Regions from separate parts of the Sus scrofa genome. Here region 1 is linked to region 2. Evidence: chromatin contacts called from public Hi-C data. All regions are on one chromosome and are shown on one strand. The core of a region is the stretch at or near the end of the contact, and the rest is flanking DNA. Distances in the headings are between cores, read along the strand shown. Region 1 overlaps PLCB1 (1-phosphatidylinositol 4,5-bisphosphate phosphodiesterase beta-1). Region 2 overlaps PLCB1 (1-phosphatidylinositol 4,5-bisphosphate phosphodiesterase beta-1).

Evidence for each region. Hi-C and Micro-C count contacts between places; a contact is called where the count stands out from the background.
Region 1: a contact with region 2 is called in a Hi-C map of fetal liver, with 1.8 times the contacts expected there. The contact joins two enhancer-like sites. A contact is called at or near these places in 4 of 47 Hi-C or Micro-C datasets (embryonic fibroblasts, fetal liver and liver).

The regions. Positions count from the first base shown.
Region 1 is chr17:17,115,357-17,118,195 of Sscrofa11.1, reverse strand. All of the region lies in intron 2 of PLCB1 (1-phosphatidylinositol 4,5-bisphosphate phosphodiesterase beta-1), which reads right to left. Among named protein-coding and RNA genes, the nearest start is that of PLCB1, 110 kb to the right of the region's middle. Within about 2 kb of position 1,480, at least 3 of the 83 cell types and tissues checked have an H3K27ac peak or open chromatin away from gene starts, as enhancers often do. A contact at or near this core is called in fetal liver and liver, where this site is marked.
Region 2 is chr17:17,019,777-17,022,705 of Sscrofa11.1, reverse strand. The region is part of intron 1 of PLCB1 (1-phosphatidylinositol 4,5-bisphosphate phosphodiesterase beta-1); the gene reads right to left. Among named protein-coding and RNA genes, the nearest start is that of PLCB1, 14 kb to the right of the region's middle. Within about 2 kb of position 1,480, at least 4 of the 83 cell types and tissues checked have an H3K27ac peak or open chromatin away from gene starts, as enhancers often do. A contact at or near this core is called in fetal liver and liver, where this site is marked.

The DNA.
Region 1 (2,839 bases), core at 231-2,730, 95 kb before region 2:
TTTTCAATAAAAATACATTAGAAAGAAGGGGAAAAAAAGCTCAGACAGGTATCAAATTCTAAAGGGGGTTTCCCCTACCTCAGACACCTGTCCATCTCACCAAAGCATTGTGAGACTTTGAGTAGAAGTGTATATATACATTTTTATCCAAGGAGCAGTATAGTGCCTGGCATAAAGTATGCTACTCCAGAGTATTTTTATCATCATCCTCTGACTTTGCTCCTTATCTGTGTCGCCATATCACTTTGTATAATTATTCCCCGCTGTACCATAATCATGTTTTTGCTTCAATTCCATTCCCACTAGATGACCAGCAGCTTGAAGCACATGAGAACATCTTAATTGTATCCACAGGGGCTAGAACAGAGGGAGCACTTGATGAATATTTGCTGGGACTGAATGAAAGTCTGTAATGAAGCTCCACGACTGATGAGCAGGGTCCCAGGCAACTTGTTGGTCCTTCTCTCAGTCCATCTAACTGACTGTGTGGCTGAGTTACAAAGGAAGCTAAAAGCAACTGCCCAGAGCCAAGAGGGTGCCAGGGCTGAGACAGGCATCTCCTGGATTAGAGACGGAGCTCCCTTTTTGCCATGAAGAAATGTATACACATCTCCTCAAGAGAGTGATTTTATTTCCTTCGGATTTCAAAGCAATATCTGCATTCCCATGTTCCCTGAGAAATTCTTCATAAAAGCCAAAGTTTGAAAATAACCTAAGTATCTTTTGAAAGATGACTACATAAAGAAAATATATAAGTATGCGCACACACACGCACACCAAAGAATATTATCCAGTCTTTAAAAAGAAGGAAATCCTGCCATTTGCAACAATGTGGATGGACCTGGAGGATATTACGCCAAGTGAGATAAATCAGGAACAGAAAGACAGTTACTGCCTGATCTCACTTATATATGAAATCTTTTCTTCTTTGGATGCAACTGCAACATACAGGAAGTTCCTGGGAGAGGGAGTGAATCCAAGCCACAGCTGTGACCTATACCACAGCTGTGGCAATGCCAGCTCCTTAACCCACTGCACCACAGCAGGTACTTCACATGTGAAATCTTTTTTTAAAAAAAGTCAAATTCACAGAAACAGAGTAGAATGGTGATTATCAATGGCTGGCATGGGCACTAGGAGAAAAGGGAGATTTGTTTCATGAAAGAAATATTATGGTGGTTGCCCTTTGGGTAGCCAGGGACTTGAGGAGTTACTGTTTAATGGATACAGAGTTTCAGTTTCACAACCTGAAAGGAGATCTGGAGCTGCACCCTGGCAATGGTTCCATGGCAATAGGAAGGTACTCAATTCCAATGAACTCAAGGTAAAGATAGTAAATGTGATGTGTATTTTCCCACCCACACACAAAAAAGAAATGTTGACACATTTCCATTTAGAGCCTGGATCACAGCCTCCTAGCAATGTCAGAATGAGAGGCTAGCACAAACTGTGTCAAGGGTATTGGACCACGCACCTCTGCTGGGATCAAATGCAATCAAGCCCCAGAAAGGCAGTGGCAAAAGTGCTGAACAAGGGAGAGGGCTTCACCTCTTCCCACCAGCCCAGAACAAGGGAACAGCAATACCTTGAAAAATCAGAGACTGGCATAAAGACACATGGGGAACCTCTGGGCAGAAACAGTGCCCAGTGTGAAGCACAGATGTTACAAAGTCTGAATTTTCAGAATGTGGAAAGGGGGGATCAATCTTTTCAGAGGAAGGAAGAGAAAAGCAGAAGAGTAGATCCCAACAATGCTGTGGAGCTGGGATATAACTCCTGGGTCCCTTCTTCATGGCTAGATGGCTACCACACTCAGCTAAGCTGAGTCACCATCCTGTAACATTGCCCCAGTACCAGGGAATGTCCTGGAGAACAGCACAGCAGCAGACTACAAAACACAGGCTTTCAGGTCATGAATTCCACTGCCCTATAACTTTGTATTAACTGGCTGCAAAGGATGGGGCCATGAAACTCTATGATCATACAGGTTGCCAGTGATGATGGGAATGGGACCTAATAAAAGCATCCACATATAGAAAAAAGGAGGGGACTGAAATGCACAGTCTTTTAGGTTTCCTCCAAATTCTAAAATCTTTAGCTAAGAGCTGCTTGAAAAGCTAACAGATCCGGCAGCTCTGGCTCATACTTAAAACAATAATACTGAGCATCACAGGGAGTTTAGCACCTCCCATTTATTCCTAGCCCAAATCTTCAGTTTAGCAGATTCCTTAATTTGTCCATCCTTTTACTGTTGATCAGCCAACTAAACCAACTGTCCATGGGAGACACATCCAATCGGAGACTCTCCTTTCTGTGGGATCCTTCCTCCTGGTTAGTGAGTTTACTCAGAAGATTAAATTAGACACAAGAACACGTTGACTACTGTGCAAAGAAATGGAGTAAAAGGTACAAAGGAAGAAAGCAAGGAAATACCTGATGATGACTGATTTCCCAGACAATCATTAATTTGTACCAACAAAGAGACAACTATGTGCAGAAACTGAAGTACTGTGGATGCCAAGTATCTCATACGCCTTTAGGGACTCCCCTTATAGAGTTTATAAGTTTAAGTAGTGGTTCTCAATAGCTGGGGAAGTCTTTTACCTAGGAAACATACAACAATGTCTGGAGATTTTTTTGGTGGTTACAACTGGGGATATTACCAGCATCCAGTAAGTAAAGGTCAGAGAGGCTGCTTAACATTCTACAGTGCACAGGACAGCTCCCAGCAAAGAATTATCTGCCCCAAACTACTGAGTACTGAGATTGAGAAATGCTGATCTAAAGGGAGGGAATCAATCAACAATAACAGAGTGTGATATGTGCATACATAGATCCT
Region 2 (2,929 bases), core at 231-2,730:
TGGCTAAGATATACTATAAGATTTGAAAGACTGAAAATGAAAACCAGAAAGTCACCCATGAGGAGTTCCCGTCGTGGCTCAGTGGTTAACGAATCCGACTAGAACCATGAGGTTGCGGGTTCGATCCCTGGCCTCACTCAGTGGGTTAAGGATCTGATGTTGCCATGAGCTGTGGTGTAGGTTGCAGACGCGGCTCAGATCCTGTGTTGCTGTGGCTCTGGCGTAGGTCGGTGGCTATAGCTCCAATTGGACCTCTAGCCTGGGAACCTCCACATGCTGCAGGTGCGGCCCTAGAAAAGACAAAAAAAAAAAAAGAAAAAAAAAAAAAGAAAGAAAGTCACCCATGAATAATTTTTATATTGATTATATATTTAAATAAACATACTGGGTTAAATAAATGATACTGTTAAAATTAACTCCACCTGCTTCTTTTTACTTGTTTCAGGGTAGAAAAATTTTGAATTTCCAAGTTCCCTGGTGGCTCAGTAGGTTAAGGATCTGGCATTGTCACTGCTTCGGCTTGGGTCACTGCTGTGGCACAGGTTCAATCCCTGGCCCCAGAACTTCTGCATACTGTGGGTAGGACCAGACAAAGAAAATTTAAAATTTCCACTAGTGGCTTATTTTCTATTTCTACTGGGCAGTGCAGCTCTAGACCTTCATGAGAAAATAACTTTTCTCCTTAACAGGGAAGTCTTTTTCACAAAGCAAACTTGGTCACATAATTCCAGCTAGAAAGTTTTGAGATTTTTTTTCCATACATGCAGCTACTATTTAGTTTTAACATCTCGTAGTACAAAACAAATCTAGTTGCTTCTCCAAGGGTCAACTCTTCAAATATCTGAATAGAGCCAATATGTCGCTACCCTCTGAGTTACCAGGTTCAGGTGTGTAATGAACTGGATTTTCCCTCTCAGCCTTCACCCCACCCCCACCCCCACCCCCTGGAATTCATGTGTTCAAGTCCTAAGCCCAGTGCTTCAAAGTGCAACCCTATTTGGAGACAATCTTTACACTGAGGATTAGGTCATAAGGGTGGGCCCTAATTCAATACAACTGGTGTCCCTACACAAAGAGGAACTTTGAACACAGATACATACAGAGGGAAGATAATGTGACAATACGGAGAAGTCAGCCTACGAGCTCACGAGAAAGACCTGGAACAGATTCTTCCCTCGGGGTCCTCAGAAGGAACCAACACCTTGATCTCAGATTTGTAGCCTCCGAACTCTGAGAAAATACATTTCTGTTGTTTAAGCCCCTCAGTCTGTGCTACTCTATTATGGACACCCCAGAAAATCTGATATAACAATAACCCTAAACCTTAAAGCCAATGTCAAGCACCAGCCCCCAAACCACAGCACTCTCCTCAGTCCAACTGTCAGAAAGTGTCCTGGGCGAGGTGGACTGCCATCCTGTCTCCACAGTGATCCTGAGTTCTCAGGCTGTTGAACAAGAGAAGACACGTGACTAGAGATGTGTGCTTCTCAACTAATCAATGTTACAGAGTCAACAAGGGAAAAGAACAAGCCATGCCCCACAGGGATTGCCCAAGACTTGCATCACACCAAGCAGAGGCAAATATGGCAAACCCATACATTAGGGGGAAAACAGCTATGTAAGAGGAAAAGAATTCCAAGAGTCACAGAAAATCAAATATGATGCCCCAACAAATGTCAGCAGTGCAGCCATGACCATGAAACACACACACACTAAAGATAGTCTTGGATGCAAGAGTGTGAGATTAGGATCTTGAAGTAGAACTTCTATGTGTATCAGCATGGATAAGGGTTTTCTCCCCAGGGTCTGTGCAGTCTGAAATTTCCTCGAGTAAAGGAGAATAGAGAAAATAAAAATGTCCAGGACAGAGGATTCAAAACAATGGAGAAAAGTACCATTAAAATAGTTGCCTTCTACTGACTAGTATAAACACCTCTTTTAGCAAAAACCAGTAAAAAGTTGGAAACATGTTCCTTCAAATACCATGCAGGGTACTTCAGACAGGTACTAGGGATTCAAATGGAAGTCCAGATCCCCAATCATCCAAGCTACTCATTGTTTAGTGGGGGCATCAGATAAGAAAACCCATCATTTCAGTGAGATAGAGATCTGGTGGGTATAAAGTGGCATCTCACTATGGCTCTACTATGCATTTCCCCACTGACTAATGATGTTGAGCATCTTTTCATGTGTCTACAGGCTGTGTGTGTGTGGGGGGGGCATACGCATGCAATGGCCCAATACTTTTTAAAACCAGTTAAAATTCTGAAAAGATACATGCATTTCAATATTCATAGCAGCATTATTTACAACAGGCAAGATATGGAAGCAACCTAAGTGTCCATCAACAGACGAATGGATAAAGAAGATGTGGTACATATATACAATGGGATATTAGCCATAAAAAAGAATGAAATAATGCCATTTGCCACAACATGGATGGATCTAGAGATTATCATACTAAGTGAAGTAAGCCAGACAGAGAAGGACAAACACTACATGGTATCACTTATATGTGTAATATTAGAAAATGACACAAATGAAACCTACTTACAAAACAGAAAAAGAGTCACACGGAAAAAAAAAAAATTATGGTTACCAAATGGGAAGGGGAAAGAAGGGATAAATTAGGAGTTTGGGGTTAAAGCATATACTAGTATATATAAAATAGATAACCAAGATGGGCCTATTGTATAGCACAGGGAACTCCACTCAATACCTTATAATAATCAATAAGGAAAGAAAATGTAAAAAAGAATATATATACCCAAATCACTTTGCTGTACACCTGAAACTAACACAACCTTTTAAATCAACTATATATTTCAATAAAAATTTTTGAAAATAAATAAAATAAAATTAGTTAAGATTTAAATGAGTGGTTTCAACTTTAATCAGTGGTTCTAAACCCAAAGAAATGTTGGAAATG